Regions from separate parts of the Mus musculus genome. Here all the other regions are linked to region 1. The links are chromatin contacts, called in public Hi-C and HiCAR-type maps. All regions are on one chromosome and are shown on one strand. Each heading gives the region's core, a stretch centred on a gene start, on an enhancer-like site or on the middle of the called end of the contact. The rest is flanking DNA. Distances are from core to core; before and after follow the strand shown.

Region 1 (3,820 bases), core at 622-3,121:
TCTTATAAGACACAGACCAAGTGAGACACAGGTGGCAGACAACCTGACACCTAGAACAGCAGCCACAGGTTACAGACCATAGGCCACCTTCTCACTTTTGCCTTGGACACCTTGGACAGACCCCATGCTCGGATTGGCTGTAAATCTTGGATCCACAGTCTCCAAATGACAAGATACCTAATCTGGGAGAGATGAGAAAACTTTGAAAACATTCATAGCTGCTCCTACTGTCAAGATGACTCATACTCAAACCCGGTGGTGCTGTTACCTCTTCCTTAGCTCAACTTCTGAGCCCAATAGGACACAAAGATCTACTGAGCAATTTAGGGTCTCTGCACAATAACAACAAAAGGAAGTGATTCTAACTGTTTTTAGAAGGTTTTTTCTGGGCCTCCTGAAAGCCCAGTTCTCTTGAACTAGAGGCTTGGTAGCCTGGGACCCAAATAGCAGCTCACTGGCTAAGCTCTGAAGGAGGAGAAGGAGGAGGAGGAGAAGGAGGAGGAGGAGGAGGAGGAAGAGGAGGAAGAAGAGGTAGAAGAGGAAGAAGAACAAAATGTGGAAGAGCAGGACGTGGTGGAGCACGCCTTTAATCCCAGCAGAGGCAGGCAGATTTCTGAGTTCCAGGCCAGCTTGGTCTACAAAGTGAGTTCCAGGACAGCCAGGGCTAGACAGAGAAACTCTGCCTCAAAAACAAAAACAAAAAATATGGAAGAAGAAAAGGAAGAGGAGGAAGTAGAGGAGGAAAGCCGTTTCTTAAACGGTGTGCTTTTGAAATGAGATTCCAGCCATAAGCCCTTCACAACCCAGCTCCCATACCTGGCGAGAAGAGGGGAGGGTTCTAAGAGACAATGGTTTTCCTATTGCAAGAACATATTGGCAATGAATATCATGCAGTCACACCATGCAACAAGCCTCATACAAAAGATTTACTGGGGTTAGTCTGCCACTGACCAGGAAGAGACAGCAGAGGGCTGGACAGAAAGGAAGACTTTTATAGGGTTTTTAGAGCATGTTCCGTGAGCTTGATGGGAAAGTATGGAAGATTAGGAAATATCATTTGTTCAATAAACTTGAGCTAAGGGTGGTAATAGTGATTTCCAAGCCTCTGAACTTGAGGTCAAGCCAGGGGCACAATGTTTTTCTTTTGAGCTTGAGATCACAGGTCAGGGTGTTCCTTCCCTGGCCCTTTTACTCTACAATGGTGGCTTGGGGAGGTGAGAAATGTGGTCTCACATAGCCCAAGATGGACTCTTATCATCTATGATCCTCCTGCATCCACACTCCAAGTGCTAGAACAGTTGTGCATTAAAATGTCTAAGCAGCAAAAATAGGTTCCTTGGTTCCACTGTTACTAATGGTGTCTGTGCCAGGCTAATTAGGTCCTTGGCACCTTGCTCAAAGAATTTAAGAAGGACTACAGCTTGAGTCTGGGGAGATGGCTCAAGGGTTAAGAGGGCTTACTGCTCTTTCTTGAGAACCGCCTTCGATTCCCAGCACCCAGGTCCGGAGGCTGACAAACTGCCTGTAACTCCAACTCCAGAGGATCAGTCAGCTTCTGCAGGCATCCACACACAAATGACATATAGTCACTAGATAACAGGAAAAGTGTCTAATAAAAAAGGCCTGGAGCTGTGAGCATGAACGACACAAAAGCAGAAAATGGGATAGCTTTAGCGATGGCAGAGAAGCAGCAAGCTCTAAATTCATGCTGTTACTCCTGCCATCCTTTGGTCCAGCACCCATTATTACAATCCAGTCGAGCTCTGCTCTTTAGCTATGTAGTGAGTGACCTAGTTCAGCAGTCAGGTGACGCTCCATGGAGGCGGAGGCGGCCCGTGGTTCCAAGCGCGCTGCGGCGGTTGAATTCCGAATTCTAAACAGAGGGACAAGGGCTTCTGGGAGTTGTGGCCAGTGGCCGGCCAGTGCGCACAAGCTGGTTAGTGGTGCGGTTGCAACTGTCCTACACCTTGGGTCTCAGCCTTGCAAGCTGAGACTCACTCCTCCCGGAGAGGGGGAAGTAGCTGCAGGATCCCAAGTCGGACAGGGAATGGTGTAGGACCATAGCCAGCCACGTAAGATTTGGGTGGGTCTGTTATGAGGAGTTTCTGTTGACTACTGTGAGGTCATTTCACAGAGCACCCTGTGGTGATTGTGGCATAACATTAAACTGGGTTTGAATTTGAAAGACTGGTAAGGAATCACAAAGACCTTTTTTCAGTTGCCAAATGGGATACCGGATGTACAACTATCTACGCTGTGAAAGGACCTTCTAGTACTACAGCTATTAAAGAATAGTGAAGATGTAGATGAAAGTTAAGTTTCCTGGTAGACGTCGATTTCCACACTGGTAAGTCTTCTCGTTAGAAAATTTAGGACATGAAATGGCTCAAAGAATGTCCAGATAAAACAGTTAACAATCAAGTTGAGCTGTTAAGGACCACCTACTTTTAAACCAGATCATCTGAAATGAACTAAAAAAAAAAAAAAAAAAAAAACACTCAACGTTCTTTAGAAATGCAGGTTGAGGCTTCACCCACCCACCCCAAATAATTGCATCATATTCATTGAAAATTAGAACGAAAGGAAAAAATAAATCTCGGTTTCAGATATCTCTGTATTTTGGATAGTTACTAAGTAACTTCTTTTATCTATCAGTAAGAAGCAGAAACTACCCTTTACTGAGTAGAACCTTTAAAAATCTGCCCCAATACATATATTTCTCTGTTACTAGGTAAGACTGGAGGCTTCATTTGAGTCATGGCGTTTACCAATTACAGCACTCTCAACCGGGCTCAACTAACCTTTGACTATCTACACACAAATTCAACTACCCATGCATTTTTGTTTGGTGCTCTTGCTGAACTGATTGATAATGCGAGGGATGCTGATGCCACCCGGATAGATATTTACGCTGAAAAGCGAGAGGACCTTCAAGGAGGATTCATGCTTTGTTTTCTGGATAATGGAGTCGGAATGGATCCAAACGATGTCATCAATGTGATCCAGTTTGGGAAATCAGCCAAACGAACACCAGAGTCCACACAGATTGGGCGGTACGGGAATGGACTAAAATCAGGCTCAATGCGTATTGGGAAGGATTTTATCCTCTTCACTAAGAAAGAAAACACCATGAGTTGCCTCTTCCTGTCTCGAACCTTTCATGAGGAAGAAGGCATTGATGAGGTGATAGTCCCTTTGCCTACTTGGAATAGTCAGACACGAGAACCTGTCACAGATAACATGGAGAAGTTTGCCATTGAGACAGAGCTCATCTACAAGTATTCTCCCTTCCACACTGAGGAAGAAGTGATGACCCAGTTTACAAAGATTTCTGGGACTAGTGGAACCCTGGTCGTCATTTTCAATCTCAAACTCACGGACAACGGAGAACCCGAACTAGACGTAACCTCAAATCCAAAAGATATCCGGATGGCAGAGATCTCCCAAGAAGGCGTGAAGCCAGAGCGGCACTCCTTCTGTGCCTACGCTGCTGTGCTGTATATCGATCCTCGGATGAGGATTTTTATTCACGGGCACAAGGTGCAGACCAAAAAGCTCTGCTGCTGCCTGTATAAACCCAGGAAGTACACCTTCACGTCACACCGTTTTAAGACCAGGGCAGAACAAGAGGTGAAGAAGGCAGACCAGGTAGCACAGCTCGCGGAAGAGAAGGCCCGGGAAGCAGAGAGCAAAGCCCGTACATTAGAAATACACATGGGTGGAGACATCACCCGGGACTCCAGGGTGATGTTGCGTCAGGTCCAGAATACAGCCATCACTCTCCGAAGAGAAGCTGATGTCAAGAAAAGGATCAGAGACG
Region 2 (3,801 bases), core at 588-3,087, 150 kb after region 1:
TCGTCGGATCTCTGGATGATCTGAGATAAAAGCTGGATAAGGCACAGCTTCTCGCTCTGCAGAGCTTTGCCATCTAAACTCCCAGGAAGACATTTGTCAAGGATCTCAGTTTAGGACTTTGTTTGGCTATAAAAGTATGTAGAACCTCTTTAATGATGGGACACATTATCCACAAAAACTTGGGTTGCTTCAGGGCAGATGTCACTCATTTTTAGCTCAGAATAAGCCGTCTCATTACTTCCTCCAAGGCAGCATTCTGAACTTGGGCTTACCCAAAAGTCAGAGAAGTGATCGGCAACATTCTTAAGTAGCCGGTGTCTCTCTGCCACGTGCAAGAAGTTTCAGAGCTTTAGTCCATTGTTAGAGTGGGCAGCATGGTGGCACGCAGGCAGACACAGTGCTGGAGAGGTAGCTGAGAACTCTACATGCAGATACACAGGCAGCAGGAAAAGTCAAAAACAGTTTCAACCATTTCAAGGAAAAAAATAAATGGTGCCTTTGTGTCAGGCTGATCATCCCCGACTTTCTTGATGGTCAGAGATTACTATCTACATAGAACAAGTAGTTGAAGGCAAAAACACCAAAGATTTAATATTTCTTCCAAGAACTGTATTCCAATTAAAGACTAATTGACGAACTCTCCTAATTCTTTCTGTTCGGAGAAACCCACCAAGGAAAACCAAATTACAGCTACATGAATCCCTTCCCTCAGGCTTTCCCCCCATTTTTCCATATTTCCACTTTTAACTATTTTGACCAGCATTATTATTCAAAAGAGAGCTCAAAAGCGAGGTTGAAATAGATTTCCAATGGAGAAAAATGCCCTCTACACAACAAGGAGCCTTTGCCTAACATAAATAAAGCCTCGGGTTCAACTGGCCCTACTGTAAGGAGACAGTTGTCTGAATCCACGCATCTCAAGGACAGCTTCACTATCCTGCTGACAGAAACAAACTGAGTCCGTGTTCCCAGGCCCAGGAACCAGCTCCTTTGCCCCTCATCATTTTGAGTTACTCACCAAATGTCCAGGATGAGGCCTGACCACCAAGATTCTGAGAAAAAAGCCTTGAAACCAGGTGGCCCAGGGGAGGCTTCATCACCAATGATTCCTTTACCCCTTTCCTGTGACAAGCCGCAGGAGTCATCAAAATCACATTGGCGACTCCCTTGCCCAACCCCTTATGTCAAAATACGGCTGGACAACGCTACAGCCCACTCACTCCACTCCCCTTTGCTCTGAGGTCTCATCCGAAATATGCTGTGCAATTTTCCTTCCGGGACGGGGTCTATGCTATTGTCCCTGACCGGTCAGGTTTTTCTGCTTAATTAAAATAAAGATCTTGCTTTGCTGGACTCTTGTGCCTGCTTGTGTTTTGTTTTGGGGGGACCCCCAACAGCTGAAAAAAATAAAGAAAACGAAAGAAAAACACACCGTGATCACGGAGGAAAACTACAGCAGGGCAAACGAAAGTGCAAGGGCAGAAAGACCCGCAACAGCGCTCACACACCCTCTGTCGTTCAAAACGCAGTTTGCGTTCAGCATCACCAATCTACCAGCGCTGCAAATTCTGCAGAGGTGTAAGTTCGAGGCATGGACCCACACTGAAAGGACTGGCATGAAACCCGTTTCGTAGTGAAGGGACAGAACTGGACCCTGGTCTCCTGGCAGTGTCACAGATCTGCCATCCTCGAAGCCAGGAGCCCGTGACACACTCACCATTCTCTGCTTTTGATGCATACTGTGTCCTCTCCAAGGAGCCTGAAATTAGAAGAAGTGACAGTAACCGAAGAAGAGTTGACACGACTCTTCCCGCAGCTGCACCGGCTTCAAGATGGTAGCAAGTGAGGAACCCTTCGATTATCTGCGCTTCTTATTGGACAGGGGAATAACAGCGCCGTTGATTGGTGAATAACTCCCCCTGCCTCCTACGAGCTTAATTAAAAAGAAATCAGCCTTTCTGAGTACCGCTGCAGCTAAAATCACAGTTGTCACTCATGACCCTTTTAGCTTGCTCTTCACTAGAACAAACCTGGCGCAACCTGAAGTTTTGTGGCATTTAAGGAAACATTCAGCAGGATTCTTAGTGCATGCGTTTTCCAACTACACACCCTATCCCCTAAAGAACTAATGCTACAGCTTTACAGTGGAGCCTCTAGTGTCAGTACCCCAAGGAGAAAACCCAAGACTTTTCCTTAGGAAGAGTCCCTATGTCAATCTGGGGGCATAGGGAAAAAAAGAGGACCTGACATGCAAGCTCAAGATTTGGGGAGGTTAAGCTAAAGCTTTCGCAAACCTTGTGTTTCAATATACCCGTTTTCTGCCAAGAAAATTAAAACATATCAACAATGAATTCAACTATAAATTGTCTGGAGAAAAATGGAATTGCACACCCGAAGTTTTCTACAAAGGATTCAACAGGTCTGAAAAGCAGCCTTTGGACGTCAGCCAAAAAGGTTTCTTTGCCCAAGGAAATCCTCTATATTCAGGAATGTAAAATGGTCTCAGCCTCCCAGATCAACACTGATTTTGGACCAAGAGCTTCACAGTGGATCTGTTAGGTTCGGGGAGAAGCCAAGAAAATTGATTTCAAAGACAGCAGCTTAAAATGAAAGTTTTATTCTCTGAGTACACAGAGAGGTAGCCAGCTCGGGATCTCTACTGCATACCTGAAGGGAAATAGTATAGCATATTAAAGGATGAAACCACAAGTTCAGGGGGAAGCCGGGTGGGCTGTAGCATTGTCCACTCATATTTTTTTTTAAAGATTTATTTATTACATGTAAGTACATTGTAGCTGTCTTCAGACATTCCAGAAGAGGGCGCCAGATCTCCTTACGGATGGTTGTGAGCCACCATGCGGTTGCTGGGAATTGAACTCAGGATCTTCAGAAGAGCAGTCAGTGCTCTTAACCGCTGAGCCATCTCTCCAGCCCGTCCACTCATATTTTGACACAATGGGTTGAACAAAGGAGTTTCCATTGTGGCTCTGCCCCTGACTGGGAGCAGTCAGTCAGGAAGGTGATGCACATTGGCGACTGGGCCTTATCTGGGGCCACCCAGTTTCAATGTCCTTGAAATCCTGGACATTTGGCCTGTAACTCAAAATGATAAGGGTGCAAAGGGGTGGGCAAGCTGCATGTAATCAGTTAGGTCATGACAGGCAATCAGTGTATAGATTTATGGCGTGTGTACCTTAGTTTCCTTAACAGGCAACTTCTTTTTTTTTTTTTTTTTTTATATATTCTTTACTGGTTATCAGACAAGCAAGAAGCATGTGAAACAACAGAATCAGAGTTGGTTCCTGGGCCTGGGAACATGAACTCAGTTTGACCCAACCAGTAAGATGGAGAAGTTGTCCTTAAGACTACTGGACTCAGACAACTGTCTCCTTACAGGTCATAATGAGCCAGAGACACCGAACATTCACTCTGGAAGCTCTCCATGTCTTCCACTACTTTCTCTACCAGGAGACTGACCTTCCAATGCCTTAATAGTCACAAGGGGGAAAGTGTCATCCACACTCAAGTTATGGGTTTTGCCTTTGGTTTAGATTTTTCAAGACAGGGTTTTTATATGCAGCCTTGCCTGTCATGGAACTCACTTTGTAGACCAGGCTGGCTCGAACTCAGAGATCTGCCTGCCTCTGCCTCCCAAGTGCTGGGATTAAAGGCATGTGCTACCACTGCGTAGGTTAGGCCTGATTTTAGTGGAAATGCTTTGAGTTTCTAAAAGTTTAGGATGATGTTGACTGTGTGCTTGCTGTAAATTGCTTTGATCATATTGAGGTATGTCCCTTAAAT
Region 3 (3,769 bases), core at 1,258-3,757, 220 kb before region 1:
TACATCCATGTATTAGTTCACCTTACATAGTGTTGTTGTGCTAGTGGTTAAGCCTGAGAGAAACTCACCAAAAAACTTCTTGTAGCGTTCCTGCCACTTCTTGCCTCTTCTGCTACCTCCCCTCAGGCTGGCCTGTGAGCCTTGCAGTTTCTTCAGGATGAATTATAGCTGCTGGTTCGTGTGTGGTATCTGCCTGCCGAGAGGACTAGACTGAAGCTGCGGTTCATGTATGGTGTTTGCCTGCCAAGGGAACTGGACTGAAACTGATGATTCATATTTGGTGTTTGCTACAAGCAACATTCATTTCTGAACTTTTGACAAAGAAGAGTGAACTCACCCCAAAGAACTATTCCTAAACAGGCCCACTTCTCTCATATCCTAATAACTTTTCTCCTCCACTGCCTCTGGTGGGTGGTGGGCAAGAAGAAAGGTTGAATATTTATTAAAATAGGCTGAGTGACCCCAATGGGGAAGTTAGAGTAAGGGCTGTAGGAGGTGAAGGGGTTTGCAACCTCATAGGAAGAACAACAATATCAACCAACCAGCACCCCACCCCAAGCTCCCAGGGACAAAACCACCAACCAAAGAGTAACCATGGCTCCAGATGGATATGTAGCAGAGGATTGCCTTATCTGGCATCACTGGGAGGGGAGCCCCTTGGTCCTGTGGAGTCTTGGTGGCCCAGGATAGGGAAATGCTAGAGCACTGAGGCAGGAGTGGGTGGGCAGGTGGGGGAGAAACCTCATAGAGGCAAGGGGAGAGAGAAGGGGATAGGGGGCTTGTGGAGGGGAAACTGGGAAGGGGAATAACATTTGATATATAAATAAATAAAATAACCAATAAAAATAAAATAGGCTGAAAAAATTATGCCTACATACATACACTATATTCTCTTTATTTGTGTCTTAACAAGATCTTGGCAGATTTCAGAGCTTAGCTATTTTTGAGCAGTGCTATAATAAACATTAATGTGCATTTCTCTTTAAGATTTATTTATTGTGTATACAGTATGTATGCATATATGCTTACAGGCCACAAGACAGCACCAGATCCTATTATAGATAGTCATGAACCACTGTGTGATGGCTATAAGTTGAACTCAGGACCTCTGGAAGAGCAGCCAGTGCTCTTAACTTCTGAGCCATCTCTCCAGTCCATGTCCATTCATTTCTTATGTATAGTAAAATTCTTTCCTTTCTCTTTCCTAGCAAAGGGTGCTGGTTTTAGTTTGTGACCTTTAGTTTTGAGGTTTTGTTTGTTTGTTTGTTTGTTTTCAGAATGGTTTCTGTGTGTCCCTGGCTGTCCTGGAACTCTCTTTCCTTCCTTCCTTCCTTCCTTCCTTCCTTCCTTCCTTCCTTCCTTCCTTCCTTCTTTCTCTCTCCTCCTCCTCCTCTTCCTCTTCCTCCTCCTCCTCTTCCTCTTCCTTTTCTTCACAATGACCTTTAACTTCTTGCCTCCAAAGTCCTGTAATTAAAGGTCTGTACCACCATGCTAAACAATTTTAAGTTGTTTTTGTTTGTTTGTTCTTAGAAATCTTCATACTTTATTTTTGTGTCTGTATTAATTTACATTCTCTCTTAAAAGTTATAATGACTCTTTCTCCTATATCTGGTTTCATATATACTTCTTTTAAAATTTTAAGATTATTTTTATATGTGTATGAATGTATGTATGTGCACCATGTGAGAACCTGGTGCCTGTGAATTAAAAAGGTGATGAAGCTCTTGGAGTTAAGATGTTTTCAAACGATCGTGTGGATGATTGAAAGCAATCCCAGGGCCTCTGTAAGAGTAACAAGTGCTCCACATCTTAATATTCAGAAGTGGGACAGTGTATTCTACAGCCACATTGAAGTTCTAGCCGAAATAAACCAAATCCACAAACACTATTTCTAGGAGTTTGGTGAAATGCATCTCTAATCTTAACCACCGCACAAGTTCTTCATGTTGAAGATATATTCTGAATTCAGCATTCTCTGTACGTTATAAAACCCAAACACTGTACAGTAAGCAGCGTAATGACCACCTATAGTACAAGCCCAAAGAAGCGCTGGTGAGATGGGTTGGTTGGTAAAATGCCTGATTATCCTTCATGAGGATCTGCGTTTGGATCCCCAGAACCCACGTAAAAAGCCGGCCAAGCCTCTATCGCTAAAACTGGAGGTAGGGATGTGTGTCATTGGCTTTGTCCTAATGTCACTGAGTCCTGAATGTTCACAAAAAAAGTAGTGTGAGTAAGCGGAAAGGCACGAGGAACTCACACGAAGAACTAAATGTGTGCTCTAAAAACCCCGAAGTATATTCTCTTTAAATAGAATGACACCAAATATACTCCGGGTTTACTCCAGGGGTTTGGGGGAGCCAGAGTTAGGGAGGTTCTGTAGTCAGTTTGCCGGGTGAGTTCCATTTAAACGCGCTGAAAAGAGTTAAAGAGGCGGGTCGGTACCGTTCACCAATCAGGGACGTTGTTACTTTCCTGCATGAACTGCCCAATGAGGAGCATGGATAGTCAGAGGGTGCCGCCATTGCCGCCCTGTTTGAGTCCTGTGTAGCTCCAGGGAGGCAGGTGGTGACTTGGCCTGAGTCGCTGTCCCTTCTGCTGATTGTAGGCCCTTTAGGAAGCACACTGCTCGCGTGTGAAATCAGGAAATGGTGAGTGTGCCCTGTGTTCCTGGAGTCGTGCGTGGCACGTTGGTGACATCGCGGAGGCTTTGTCCCTGTGTGGTGCCGCGGCACTGACGTTCGCCTGATTCTGTGCAGGAGTCTGTCACCCGCGCCCTCTCACCCACGTGCGTTTTAATTCCGTGCAGAGCAGGCAGCGGGGAGCCTGGGGTCTGGTCCTGTCGGTCCGGCCCTGCCCTGCCCCGCCCCCCTTCTGAAGCAGTGTCTTCTAGTCCGCTGTGCTCTCGGGTGAGACAGCGCCTCTCCAGACTGCATCGCTGGCGAGTTGGCGTGATGCTCTGTAGCATTTAGACTGTTGTGAGGGGCTTTGATAAACGCTGTTCGTTCCTTCCTTCCTTCCTTCCTTCCTTCCTTCGTGGGCATCGAACCTCAGGCTTTGCTCATTCTAGGCAATCCTTTTACCAATGAACTGTAAACCTATCCCGCATCCTGGTTTTTGCTGTTAGCGTTAATGCAGGAGGATTTGTTTGCTCCCTCTGGGCTGAGAGTGGGAGGAATGCTCCGGCTTGCAAGGAAGAGAGGATTTTCAATTTGCTTCAAAATTGTTTGGATTCACCAACCAATTGGGCAATTAATTGTCTAGGCACAGGTGAAATTTGGGGGAATTTTTTTTTTCTTCTAGCATTGCTGGCTGTAAAAAAAAAAGCATGAGATGGGATGAATAATTTAATTGTAAAAACAAACAAAAACGTGGTAGATTCTTTGGCTGTGGACTTGAACAGAAGGGATGAGAGGGTTATATCTGTTTCTATCTCATCGTTATGAATATTCGTAAGTTGTTTATATCCTCTTGATTTAATTTTAGCTTGTTGTATGCGACTCAGAATCAAACCATTTCTTGCATATATTTCTTTTCCTCGTGGGGGGTATTTTTTTCAAAATACTACCAAATGGTCCACTGCTTTTCTTTTTTCCTGTCTTTTTTTTTTTTAGTCTCTTGCAACCTCCCCTAATTTATGACTTTATTAATTTGTCTCTTCCCTCTTTTTTGTTAGCTTGACTACAGTTTTGCCTATTTTACTGTTTTTTAAAAGAACCATTTCTGAGATTGACATTGACTGTGTGTATTCTTTGAGTCAATTTCAATA

What was found. A called contact is a pair of places that touch in the nucleus more often than the background predicts. HiCAR-type assays count read pairs that join an accessible place to other places.
Region 2: a Hi-C map of nephron progenitors shows a contact between it and region 1, with 3 times the contacts expected there. The contact joins the promoter of Zfp952 here to the promoter of Morc2b in region 1. A contact is called at or near these places in 4 of 39 promoter capture datasets (embryonic stem cells and stem cell-derived epiblast-like cells), 1 of 484 Hi-C or Micro-C datasets (nephron progenitors), 4 of 115 datasets of contacts at active chromatin or transcription factors (embryonic stem cells and stem cell-derived neural progenitor cells) and 2 of 9 other capture datasets (adipose tissue and liver).
Region 3: a contact with region 1 is called in a HiCAR-type map of embryonic stem cells, with 5 times the contacts expected there. The contact joins the promoter of Zfp81 here to the promoter of Morc2b in region 1. A contact is called at or near these places in 1 of 39 promoter capture datasets (liver) and 1 of 115 datasets of contacts at active chromatin or transcription factors (embryonic stem cells).

What each region holds. Positions count from the first base shown.
Region 1 is chr17:33,137,734-33,141,553 of GRCm38.p6, reverse strand. It overlaps Morc2b (microrchidia 2B), which reads left to right and starts at 1,871. Exons shown (of 2, transcript NM_177719.4): 1 at 1,871-2,347; 2 at 2,732-3,820. The coding sequence starts at 2,758. Gm52288 (a long non-coding RNA gene) reads right to left here and starts at 1,523. Exons shown (of 3, transcript XR_003952262.1): 1 at 1,462-1,523.
Region 2 is chr17:32,991,175-32,994,975 of GRCm38.p6, reverse strand. It overlaps Zfp952 (zinc finger protein 952), which reads right to left and starts at 1,837. Exons shown (of 4, transcript NM_001045559.1): 1 at 1,718-1,837. The coding sequence starts at 1,738.
Region 3 is chr17:33,357,616-33,361,384 of GRCm38.p6, reverse strand. Zfp81 (zinc finger protein 81) reads left to right here and starts at 2,507. Exons shown (of 4, transcript NM_207541.1): 1 at 2,507-2,651. The coding sequence starts at 2,649.